2 separate regions of the Mus musculus genome follow, and region 2 is linked to region 1. A link is a contact called in public HiChIP or PLAC-seq data. All regions are on one chromosome and are shown on one strand. The core of a region is the stretch at or near the end of the contact, and the rest is flanking DNA. Distances in the headings are between cores, read along the strand shown. Region 1 holds the start of Zfp595 (zinc finger protein 595). Region 2 holds the start of Zfp459 (zinc finger protein 459).

The links. HiChIP or PLAC-seq counts read pairs in DNA pulled down with a chosen protein or histone mark.
Region 2: an HNF4G HiChIP or PLAC-seq map of pancreatic cancer cells shows a contact between it and region 1. The contact joins the promoter of Zfp459 here to the promoter of Zfp595 in region 1. A contact is called at or near these places in 4 of 39 promoter capture datasets (hippocampal neurons, liver, macrophages and 1 more), 3 of 484 Hi-C or Micro-C datasets (CD4 T cells and embryonic stem cells), 5 of 115 datasets of contacts at active chromatin or transcription factors (effector CD8 T cells, embryonic stem cells, intestinal villus epithelium and 2 more) and 4 of 9 other capture datasets (adipose tissue, liver, macrophages and 1 more).

What each region holds. Positions count from the first base shown.
Region 1 is chr13:67,330,369-67,336,602 of GRCm38.p6, reverse strand. Zfp595 (zinc finger protein 595) reads left to right here and starts at 4,043. Exons shown (of 5, transcript NM_177622.3): 1 at 4,043-4,136. The coding sequence starts at 4,131.
Region 2 is chr13:67,417,573-67,423,806 of GRCm38.p6, reverse strand. Zfp459 (zinc finger protein 459) reads left to right here and starts at 2,389. Exons shown (of 4, transcript NM_177811.4): 1 at 2,389-2,465. Gm33787 (a long non-coding RNA gene) reads right to left here and starts at 2,364. Exons shown (of 2, transcript XR_382593.2): 1 at 2,308-2,364; 2 at 1-255.

The DNA of each region.
Region 1 (6,234 bases), core at 2,794-5,293:
TGCTACAGGAAGCATGTCACAGTGGAGGTGTGGCTTTGATGTCTGAAACATCTAGTCAAGTCTGGCCAGTGTGATCCAGATCCTCTTCCTTGCTGTCTCCAGAAGGCAGTCACGGATAAAGATGTAGAACTCTTGGCTCTGCAAGTGCCATGTCTGGCTAAACTCTACCATGTTTCCTACCATGATGATAATGGACTAACCCTTGAAAATATAAGCCAGCCCCAATTAAATGCTTCCTAAGAGTTGCCTTAATAATATTGTCCCTCCAGAGAAATGACACCCTAAGTAAGACAGAACTTGGTACCAGGGACTTGGTTATTTTCTGTGATAGGCCTCAGCATGTTTTTGTTTGGCGGAATATGGATTTGGAGAGTGTGGATTTGGAAAGCAGTGGAGTGCTTTAGGAAGGGCTTAATGGGAAATGCTAGTAGGAATATGGAAGACTTTGGTGCTGAGGGTGACTTGAACTGTGGGGGACTGGCTCAAAAGATTTCACAGACACCCCCCCCCCCCGTGTGTGTGTGTGTGTGTGTGTGTGTGTGAGAGAGAGAGAGAGAGAGAGAGAGAGAGAGAGAGAGAGAGAGAGAGATGTTTGATGAAGAATTTAGCTACTTTGTTTCCTGATCAAAATACTCTGCCTGAGGATGAAGCAATTTAAAGGGATTTAGATTAAATGTATTAGGTAAAGAAATGTTAAACATCCTAGTTGTTTTGGTTAGGGTTTTATTGATGTGAACAGACGCCACAACCAAAGCAATCTTATAAAGGACAGCATTTAATTGTGGCTGGCTTACAGGTTCAAAGGTTCAGCCCAGTATTATCAAGGAGGGAACATGGCAGAGTCCATGCAGGCAAGGTAAAGGAGGAGCTGAGAGTTCTACATCTTCATCTGAAGGCTTCTAGCAGTAGCATTCCCAGGCAGCTAGGACAATGGTATTAAAGCCCATACCCACAAGGCCACATCTACTCCAACAAGGCCACAGCTCTCAATATTGTCATTCCCTGGGCCAAGCATATACAAACCATCACATTCCACTCCCTTGCCTCATAGACTTGTTCAAACACAAGTCTCAGTGGGTCAGATATAGCCATAGCATAATTTAAAAAGTACATTTAGTCCAACTTCTAAAATCTATGCTAGTATCAACAATGTCATAAATCCAAAGTTCAAAGTCTCTTCTGATATCCATCCAAACATTTAACTGTAATCCTTGAATCAAGATAGGAAACCAGCTCAACAAACTCCAAACTCTGCATTTTCATGTCTCATGACAAAGTGGTCTTCAGATCTCCAACTCCATTTTTTTTTTTTAATCTTTGTTGACTACAACAAACTTGTTTTCCTGGATTGATTCCACTCCTATAAGTAGTATTCCTCCAGAGATATTTTATGAATCTGGCATCTCGAAAATCTTGCAGTCTCCAAGGCAACTTCAATATTGTAGCTTCTTGTTTCAGTGTCTGATATTCACAGACAATCTTCTGGCCTCCTTCAAAGGGTTAATATCCCTTCTCCAGCTCTGTTATCTGTAGCATTTGAGGCTCAGGTTGATCCACTCCACTGCCACTGATGTTCTGGGTTATCATCCCATGGTAATGACATCTTCAATACACTGGGGTCTTCTGCTGAAGCTAGGCTTCACCAACAGTAGCTTCTCATGAGATCTCTTCATGGTGCCAAGCCTCAAATCCTTTGCCTGACCCCTTCATTCCTGGGCCAACAACTGAGGCTGCACCTTCACCAATGTCCTTCCATGACCTCTCACAGTGCTAAGCCTCAGCTGCTCTTCATGACCACTTCATGCCTTCAAACCCAGTACCACCTGGGTGACTCTTACATATTACCAAGTATAGCTGCAGTACAAGGTACAACCTTGGCTATCTCTGGAACACAGTTTTTTTGTGTGCTCAGAAAATAGTTCCCAGAAGATTTCACCTCAATGATACTGGGCTCTCCTTAATCACCACTAACATCTTAGTTCCAGGTAGCCATCAATTATCCCAGTAGTACCTTCTGTTTTTACTCTAAAGCCAGAGCCACATGGCTAAAGCTACCATGTTCTACTGCTTACTGGCACTGGAACATTGGTGCCCTTATTCTATTACCGGCTTTCTGTTTTCCAGCTACCTCACTGTCTGAACTTGGCTTCCCTGGAACTTGCACTGTAGGCTGGCCTTGAATTCAGAGATCTGCATGGCCTTGTCCCTTGTAATGATGGGATTAAATGTGTATACCACTTTGCCTGGATCTAAACTTAGCTGGATGGAATCTTGTCCCAAAATTCTTCAAGCTGTTATTTTCAAGAACATAGGATTCAGCTCCATTTCACTTCTTGGTGTCCCTTTAAGACTTGAACCATATATTTTATTTGTTTTTCCTATGCTTGCTAAGCTTGTTCAAAATGCTCTTCATGAAACTTAACCAGAGAACAAAGTCTCTACTGGGCTATTTTCAGACTTCTTTTGTCAATACAATTAATATAAATCTCTTTACCTTAGACTCAGGTAGACTCATCAGACAAGGACAAAAAGCAGCCACATTCTTCACCAAAATACCACAAAAACTGTCTGTAGGCCACATCACTATCAGCAACAAAGTCTTTCATATTCTTTCTAGGATAGCCCCTTCAGCCCCATTTGAAGCATTCTACTGCTTCCCAATCCAAAGTCCCCAAATCCACATTCTTCCAGACAAATGCGTGGTCATGCCTATCACAACAATACCCCACTCCTGGTACCAACTCCTGTCTTAGTTCAGTAAATAGTACATAGCCTAGTTGTCTTAGGGTTTTAGAGCTGTGAACAGACACCACAACCAAGGCAAGTCTTATAAAAGACAACATTTAATTGGGGCTGGCTTACAGGTTCAGAGGTTCAGTCCAATAATAAGGAGGGAACATGGCAGCATCCAGGCACGCATGGTACAGGAGGAGCTGAGAGTTCTACATGTTCATCTGAAGGCTGCTAGCATACTACTGCTCCCAGGGAGCTAGCAATGGGGTTTGTAACTTTGACTCAAGCATGAACTGCACAAGAATAAGCCTTCCAAAGAAGAGATGGGAATTCTCAATACTCCATGTTTCCAGTGTAACTTCTTTAATACAGTGATATCATTTGACAGTTATATGAACACATTTCTGATACCTTTGTATTCAAGAAGGAGTTATCTTGATGTTCTGCTTCAGAGAAATGTGGGAAGTTCAAGGCAGATACCACTGATGTTCAAATATGGTGAAATATGAATGATGACAGGATCATCAGAGACACAGGAAAATTAATAAGGAACATCAAACCTAACAAAGGAAATCCTATAGTGCACAATGGACCAAGGACGCTTGCCATCCTGTTGTTTCCAACCTTTTCCCCTTCAAACCTGTGCCCAGGGATAGTGGCCTAGCCTTGGTCCACTGTGCACTATAGAATTTCCTGTGTTAGGTTTTGATGTTCCTTATTAATTTTCCTGTCTCTCTGTACATATACCTCTGTGATCCCAAGAGCTCTGTCTGCCTGCCCCCTTCCCCTTGGGAGAGATGCAGGGGAGGAAAGCAGTGCTCAGAAACCACCTGGTGGTAATTAGCTTTGAATTTTAATTTGTTTCTCTTAACCACCTGAGATGCTGCAAGACAATCAGGGTCACCAAGGATGGTTTCAAGAGCATCTTCAAGAGATAATGCTCAGTCCTAAATTAGCTTCCATATTTTTAAGTAACTGATGAATTTTCCATATGGTAGTAAAATACTTTAAATTCCTTTAAAACCACAGCGTCCTAGCAGAAATAACTAGGAAACGTGGTAAACATCACTGTAAAAGGTTCGATGCACAGGCTAACATAGGGTGCTGCGACCACCGGACTTTAAGAGTCCAAATGCCCGTGTCTGCCCATCTGCAGATCCTTGTTTATTCCTAACTTAACCTACTCACGGGTGGCAGGAATTCTGGCGGACAACAAACTAGTTCTGTGGGTTCCTGGAAGTTCTTCGCACTGACTTGTGGGAAATGTAGTCCCTACCACGTTGACGTCACCAAAAGGCTGGCTGTTCTTATCAAACTTCCGCATTTGATTTTCAAACTTAAGCTTCTCCCCAAAGTTAGGCGTCTGTCCTGTTGAGCACTGCGTTTGGATCTCTGACATGGAGGTTGGTGCAGGGAACAGCGCCATCTTGCAGATCTGAGGGACTGTGCAGGGTGGCTGGTCGGGCGCTGAAGATGATTTGAGCTGACCTGGAGATGCTGTGCTGACCTAGGCTGGGCCACTGCCCCTGGGCACAGGTTTGAAGGGGAGAAGGTTGGAAACAACAGGATGGCAAGGGCAGGCTGGGTCTGCTGACTGCCTCTGCCTGAGATGCTGAAGGGAGCGCACTCATCTTTACTGGGGAAACGTGCTCTGCCTGTGCCTACATAGCTGTAGTCAGATTCTCGGGACATACAGAACACGTGGACGTCTAGTGCCTACTAAACTTTATATCCCGTCCACTACTCCAGTTTGATCTCACAAATCTTCCTAAAGTTCTTGATGTCCAGGGACAGAGAGACCTGTGAGGGTGATTGTTTTATGGAATGTTAGTTTCTTTTCCTTTGCAATGAATTGTTGGATTTATGGATGCCTCGAGTTGAAAAGAATTCTGAAGGTACAATCCTATACCTGAATCATCACAATACATGGCTACATAGACACAGAGTAATTTTGTAACTGGTATGAACCAGTGTTTGCCCAAATATGGAATTTGCCCTTCTGCTTAAAAATCGTTAGACAATAATCCTCTTAATAAGTGTTCTGTCCAAAATTTGGACTCCTTTTCAAATATAAAAGATGAGTTGATGTGTGTGTGTGTGTGTGTGTGTGTTTGTTTTTTTCAGGGTTTCTCCACCACAGCCCTCCCCCCTATCTCAGGTGATCTTGCTTATATTGTCACTTTTCAGTCAAACCAAGGGTTAGTGAGCCAGAGCCTGGCTCGTGGCATTCAAGTCTACTCCCAGAAATCATGGGCTTCAGACCACCTTGTCCTATCTACTGGGATTTTCAATGAGTTTCTAACCATACCTAGGATAACAGACATTTCCTCGTTAACTTTGCTAATCTGTAGAAAAAAAAAATAACAGTATATGAAGTCGGAATCGCAATGCTGCCTTGTACATCAAAACATGTTCCTTACAAAGTAGAGAGAGTACAGCATTGTGCTCATATACAATTTATAGGCACCTTATGTTCATATATATTTTTAATTAAACAGCTCTATGACAGAAAAGAGAACTTAAGTGTAATTCTATGACACATTTCTGTCACTTCTGCTTTTTGGGGAGGAGTCAGGAATCCAGAGAATCAAAATCATCGTCTCCTTTATAGCCAACTCAAAGTGAGCCTAGGCTACATGAGACCATGTGTTTTAAAAAGATTCTTAGAACATAGCTTTTCTTTTTCTACGTGGTAATTACTTCTGGTTGGTCTCAGTTCTGAGCACCAGTGCCCTGATAGAAATCCATCCAATTGACATCTTCTAATTATGAAAACTTACAAATGGGCTGTAAGAAGTTCCGTCGAATGTATTTGAAATGTTACATCCAAATTTTCACTAGTATCCTTCTGTTAATGACTAGTGTTTGGGGTTAGAAACCTGATTGCATTTCTTGTGTGGGAAAGGATTCCATCTTTGTCTGGCTTGAGTATTCCTCTGTATTTGCAGGGAATGGTTGTCATCTTTGCATCATCTTCTCTGTTGTTTTCTGTCATTACCCCCCTGGTGGTTTCTTATGATTTTAAATGAATTTTCCCAGAACAGCATTCTGGCTCTACAGATGGAAAATGATAACCACATCTACCACTGTACTTCACATATGGTATCACCACCATCCAGACAGTAATCTGTGGGATTCCTTCCTCTTCCTCTTCCTCTTCCTCTTCCTCTTCCTCTTCCTTTTCCTCAGGGAGGAGTCCAGTCTCCTATGCTTGCAGTCCTGACCTTTTTCTTGCAGGCTCTTATTTCCTCCTAATGTTACTGTGACTGATGATATGAATCAGACTGACTATGTTGGTGTTTTGTGGAGCCCATAGCCACTCCTGATCCTACAATACTTCCCCCTACTCTTCAACGAGTGTCCCTGAGCTCCTTGTAATATTTGGCTGTAGTTCTCTGCATCTGTTTCTGTCAGATGCTGGTAGATACCATTCTCCTGTCTGCAAGACTAAACAGAGTATTAGTAATGGTGTTAGGCATTGGTTCTTGCCCAGAAAAGGGG
Region 2 (6,234 bases), core at 1,140-3,639, 89 kb before region 1:
CCTTGGCTTTCTACAAAGGTTTAATTTCTCTGACCCTCTGCATTTCTTTGATATTTGGCATAAGATCACCATCTGTTTTTCTTTGGTTCTTAAAATATTGTGCAGCCTCTTGCTTAAGCAAAGGTGGTCCATCAAACGAGTTCTGGGCTGACAATTCTGTTCATGAAGGCAGGCACTTCACAGAGCTAAAATGCTTTCCTCTGTGTCTCTGTCATGAACCTTTGTTTCAGTACAATTCCTATCTTCACCACAATTCTGTAAAGAGCAGAACAACATCAGGATTCTTAAAACTGCCTACTTTTGCCTTCAGAATGGTACCAAGGCTTGCCATTAACTGTATGATTAGAGTCTATTCCTATTTATACAAGTCCCTTGTTTCTAAAGCAGAACATAAAAACCTAGCAGTTCAATTACAGTTTGTCAGCTTCTATGATTTCCCTAAGTTTCACTTCTTTAATATTTTTTGTCAAATTCTCTGACTCAAACTTCCTAACAATACTCATTAGTGATCTAAATGTGTGTGTGAATAATACATTCTTAAGAAAGACTCAATTTTCTGCATAACTGTTCTTTCCTAGGGAGTGACCACTAATTTCCTTCTTGTTTACACCAGCTTTTTATTATCGCAGCTCTAGCCTTTGGAGAGAGACCCTTTAACAGTGAGAAATATAAGAATAGCAAAAGGTGTTAAGCAAATTTCCATCGAGGGCAGTGGGGGGGTCTTCCGGCTTGACCAAGCACTGCACTTTGTCAACCATCTCCTTCAGCACACTTGGCATCACCATGGAACCATGTATGCTATCATGGGTGTAAAATAATAAACATTCTTACTCAGCTATGAACCTTGGAGTATAGTAAGGAAGATGAGCCTCCTGTTGCAATGGTGGCCTGATATTATTGGAGTAACCAGTCATCTTCTAATTGTATTTAAAGAGCATCCCACAGGCTGTATCTAATAACAGGTGGTGATGATGTGCAGGATAGGGCATAGTCTCCGGAATAGCTCCGGGGCCTCTCAGCAGGTAGCAGTATCTTGAAGAGGAACAGAGACACTGGCTGAACAATAGAGTGATCTAGGGAGGAAGGCTCCACCCTAGGTAATCTCCCTAGTGGCAGCAAGGTCAAGTTCTGGCTCAGCCAGCTTCAGGCTGAGGGAAGGTTATAGTTTTCTACCCAGAGATCCAGGCACCTCTCAAAATCTGTCAGAAAATATGAATTGTGTGGTAGATGGAGAATAACACACAAGCTCACATTTCCTGAAAGTGCAAGGAATATACCCTGTGGATGCACTGACCTAAGTGGGACACCGACATCACACCCCTAGTGCCAAACCTCAAGGATCCATGAGGGAGAAGTGATAGCCACAAGATAGTCAGAGCCAGGTATAGTGATGTCTACAGTGAAACAGCATTGGCCAGATATGTCACTGCCATTGCCTGCATGAACCCACTGTGGTTAATAAGTATGTGGACATCTGTAGAAGCTAAAACCAATCATAAAGCATGCATGGATGAGTGAGAGCCTTGTTATAACACACCCTGACTGGAGCAGCTATTGGCTATTGATCGCTTCTGTGCCTTTGTAAGTCTGCTGCTTTGCAATAAAGTTGAGCCTGGATCAGAACTTTTGTTTTGGCGGTTCCCAGACTCTCATTCAAGGTACCTACTTTGACTGATAGTCGGACTACACCAAACTGCTTTACCACGTATCTGTCTAAGTTTTGTTTTGTATTTACGTTTTCCTCTTATTTAGAAAGAAGGTGTACTTAAATTGTCCATTACAGCCTTGGATCCATTTGTCAGTAACCTCTGAGAAGCTAGGAGCGTAATCAGGCACACCAAGGCTGAGTTGAAAATCCCTTTTTAAAAGATAATTTTCATCTCTACATCAGCGTAGTGCTTCATTATTTTTTTAAAGTACAACTGAGTCAACATGATGTTTTTCCGGGGGTAGTAAGATTAAAATCAGAACACGTGGACCAGAAAGGACTTGTAAGCCTAATATTTCTGTGAAAGGCTCTACTCACATCCATACACCTCTTGTTGTGGCTGTGGAGTTGAAAACTGTAAAGAACACATGGCCTCAGAAGGCATTCTTCCCGATGCTGTAAACTGCACCGCGAGTGCAGCCTCTGTGCAGGCGGGCAGGGGCAGCTTACAGCATCGGGGAAAATGCCTTCTGAGGCCATGTATTCTTTACAAAAACCATCCTGACTCCCCGTGGTTGTCATAGGAACTCTGCATTTTCCTTCCACACTCTACTGCAGGTTTCCAAGAAGAAATCCAGGAACAGTAGAAGTTGCCCTACCTGGACTCCAGGAAGTTCTTCTCGCAATCCAGTACCCACGTGACTCCGACGTCACAAGCAAATCCCACCCGGCTTTTGGTCAACACTCGTCAATCTTCCCGAAAGTTGGACTGGAGTCCTGTGATGCTGAAGATTCCTGTAGCATCTCTGACTTAGAGGTTGGTCGGGGGAGCAGCGTAGCTTGGGGAGCTGGGTTCCGTCTCAGAGGGAGCGGACCTAGGCTAGGTGGGAGGGCGGAAGAAGCTGCATGGACTTGCCGCGCTGAACGGGCTGGGACAGGTGAGGTTGCAGGGCAGGGTAGGGGACTGGGTGTTTGGGATTGTGAAGGATTCTTTGGAACACTGCGTGCAGCCCGAGTCTACACCGGAGCAGGTAGGTAGCGGGGGAGTGGATAATAGTGCAAGTGCAAGAATTGCAAGCTAATAGTGGTAAGCTGACTACCTGCTCCTGTAATACCTGCTCTGCTGGGAAGCACACTAACCTGGTGCCCCATTCTCACCTGGCTGCTGTGAGATTCCTCAGTAAATGGGTTTTCTGGTTCCTCCGGCACTCCGTAGCCGGCCTATTGTAATGGTTTTGATTATATTCATTTTCTCTGCCATTTAAAGAATTAAGAATGATTTAAATACATATATATGATTTGCAACCGGTGGCATGTTGGGAAATTCTGTAACACAGAAGGGAGATCTGCCAGAAGGACCCGCTATAGAGAAGCTTTGACTAGGGCTGAGACAGCACACATAGTCAACACATGGAGGGAAAGACTACAAAGCAGAGTGCCAACCAGGGAGGCTGAAGCCTGTTTCACCTTGCGGGCTGCTTTTCTCAAACCTTTGAAAAGTCCCCCATCCCTAATTTAGGGTTGAGTAATTTGGGGGTGGTGGTGGTGGTAAGACAGGATGTTTGGTTAGCCCACAATGCTTGCCTCACCACGTCTTCATCTGGGCTAAATTGTTGAGCTAGTCCATGATCAGGGGGAAAATCTCACGTGGCCTTGTTTTAGGGGGCCAGGCTTTTGTGTCAGGTCAGCAGGGTGAGGAAGAGCTCACAGACCTGTGTGTATTCACGTGATTTAGAGAAAACAGGCCTGTGATCAAAAGAAGCTTGAGCCTTCTGTGAGGCACATTCCTGTTATCTCTGCATTTGTGAGGGGGAGGGGCAGGACCCTCTGGACATCCCCTGCTTGATAGCAAATTCAAGGCCAATGTAAGCTGCCTCAATCTGTGTCAGAAAACATTTAATCATGCTTGATGGACGTGAGAAATACTCTCTATGATTCATTCCATGTCTTCCAGTGAGAGCCGTGGAAAACCCCTGCAATCAACACTTTGGTGTCTTACAAAGTACACATGCTTCCCTTCTGCCGACCCAATCCATGTGGGATTCAAACTTTGTTTTCACTAACATGCTCTTGTTAAAGATGGTACATTTGGGTGATTAGTTGTTTGGATTTACTGTGTGAGGAAGGACTCTCCTCTTTCCCTTGCTTGAATATTCTGCCTATTTGCAGTGAATGTCCACTCTTTTTGGATAGTTAGTTTTAGATTCTGCCATGACCTGAGAATGCTTCCTTCTGGTCTTGCTTGAATTCTTCCAGTTGGCTCCTTCCATATCTAGGCAGAGACTCCATCATTTCCCCATCACCTTTCTGAAGTTCTTGACTGATGCAGGCTACTGTGGTTTAGTCCATGTGTCTTTTTCTGCATCTTCATCTGGGATACCTTCCTGTGTCCCTTTCCCAGAGGCTTAGCTGCTTATAGAGGCTTCTTACAGTTAGCTGAAACAAACCCATGTCCTCCACGGCCCCTCACACAGGTACTGCCGTCTGCAACCAGTAAAGCAAACTACTAGTGTGGGATGCCGTCCTCTTGCACAGGTTTACGTCCAGGTCCCCTTGGTGTGTAGTTATCCCTCTGTCCTCCCAGGCTTCCTAATGTTAGTATGAGGGAACGAGTTTCTTGTCTTTACAACTCATGCATGAACCTTGCTGTATTAGACAAGTCATGTCTGGAAACTTCTGAGGGGAGCTGTGGTGGGTGATGACAGTCAGATCCTGCTAACGTGTGTGATTATATCAGAGGCCGTGAAGAGAAAGTACAAAGGATTGGAACAGGAGCCAAACACATCTGCACACCTGAGGAGTGCAGATTCTTATTACATTGCCATTTTGTTATTAAAGTATTTTTCATAGTGTCCTCCATAGTCATTATCCTATGTAGTATCCTATGTAGTAACTATGTGAAAGGAGTCTGGTCCCATGCCAATTTTTTCTAAGTCTCCTTTCTATTGTTCTCCTCTTTCCATAATCTATGTAAAAATAAGTCAGATGGATCAGGGTGCGAGTCCCCACGCTTTACTGAATACACTCCATGTACTGGTGCTTTCAGACTCAGAAAAATACATGGGCTTTTTCAAATCCACAGATTCATCTAGACATCTAATGTACACAGCCTAGCATGATATATTTATTTTTAAATTAAAATTACACAATTCATGTTTCCAAAGCAGATTCTGTATATTGCGGTCTCCCATATTTTTTTTCATGGTTTATTCATTTCTCAGTCATAAAGTTGCAAAATGTATTTCTTGAAGCAAAAATTAATGATTGTTTCATACCACTCGTATGTGAATTAAGCCTTGGGGCAAAGGTCCTGGAGGTGCTGCTTTGTGATGTGTGTGCTGTGCATTTTAAGCACTATGGTGTTTAATGTACATAGACTGGGTTTGAATGGAGAGTCAGTATTGTTTGGAACCTGATCAAGAATCCAATCCTCTCTTTGAATCTCACTTTGACTTCCCACCAATATCCTGCTAGTCTTTACTTTTGTGTGACTTCTCTGAAAAGATATCCGTGAGAGACACTGACAGGAGACGCAAGAGTTTATAACACATCTACTCTGTTCATTCTTTTACTTCTAGGGTTGCTTCTGGGACCAGTCTCCATACAAGTGGAGTATAGATATTTACCTCCCAAGAATAAGAATAAGTAGTAGTTTTGATGAATAACAATTTGCCTCTCTCTGGAACAGACATTATTTGCATTTCCTCCTGTTTGAAAATGAACTTTACAAGTCAAAAATTTCTCTTTAATGATTCTCATTAATTGTATTGGCTAAAATCCCTACTAAGTTCAAAGACCTACCACCCATCACCCACAGAATCCCCAGCACATTGGCCTTAGGACAACAGACACTTCCCTGTGTTCCCCATGCACAATAGTGGTGGCCTGTGTGAAGTGACATAGGGAGGCATCCTTGCAGTTAATTCTCAATACTGTTTCCCTCCTTCCTGGGGACTTGCCCTTCTCCATGCTGATCATTTTTCCATCTTCTTTGTGATCCCCTAGTTCAGCAGACTCACCTTTCTTAATGCTGTGACCTATTAATCCTCTTCTCGTGGCAATCCCCATCAAAATGTCTTTCATTAATTTTGCTACTGTTATCGTAATGTAAATAAATATTTTTGAGACAGGTTTACCAAAGGGGTTGTCACAGGTTGGGTACCACTGACCTAAGATGAAACAAAGTAGGGTCTGTCCCCCACCTAACCGACTACCCTTCTGCTTGCTTATAAAGTCAGGAAGCTGCTGTGTTTAACTAGCTACGAAGAAGCTTTCAAGACAGTTGAATTTCTTTTCCCTTGAGAACTTGCTGGGTCTCCGTTCACCAGATTGCTTCATTCTGCCTGTGTCTTTTAGATCTGCTGGCCTCCTCACAACCACTTAACTATGCACTGTAGACAAAAGACTGTTTTCTGGGCAATCACTCTTTAAAGAACGTACATTTCAGTTGTCCTAAAGCCTTATGACCAATAGCTATAACCTCCTTCCTGCATTGAAATCACCTAGCACTTCAGACACAAGACTCAGAGGATTGCAGCTGTACCTGACATGAAAGTCTCCCACCTAAGGACCAGTTATCATAGTTA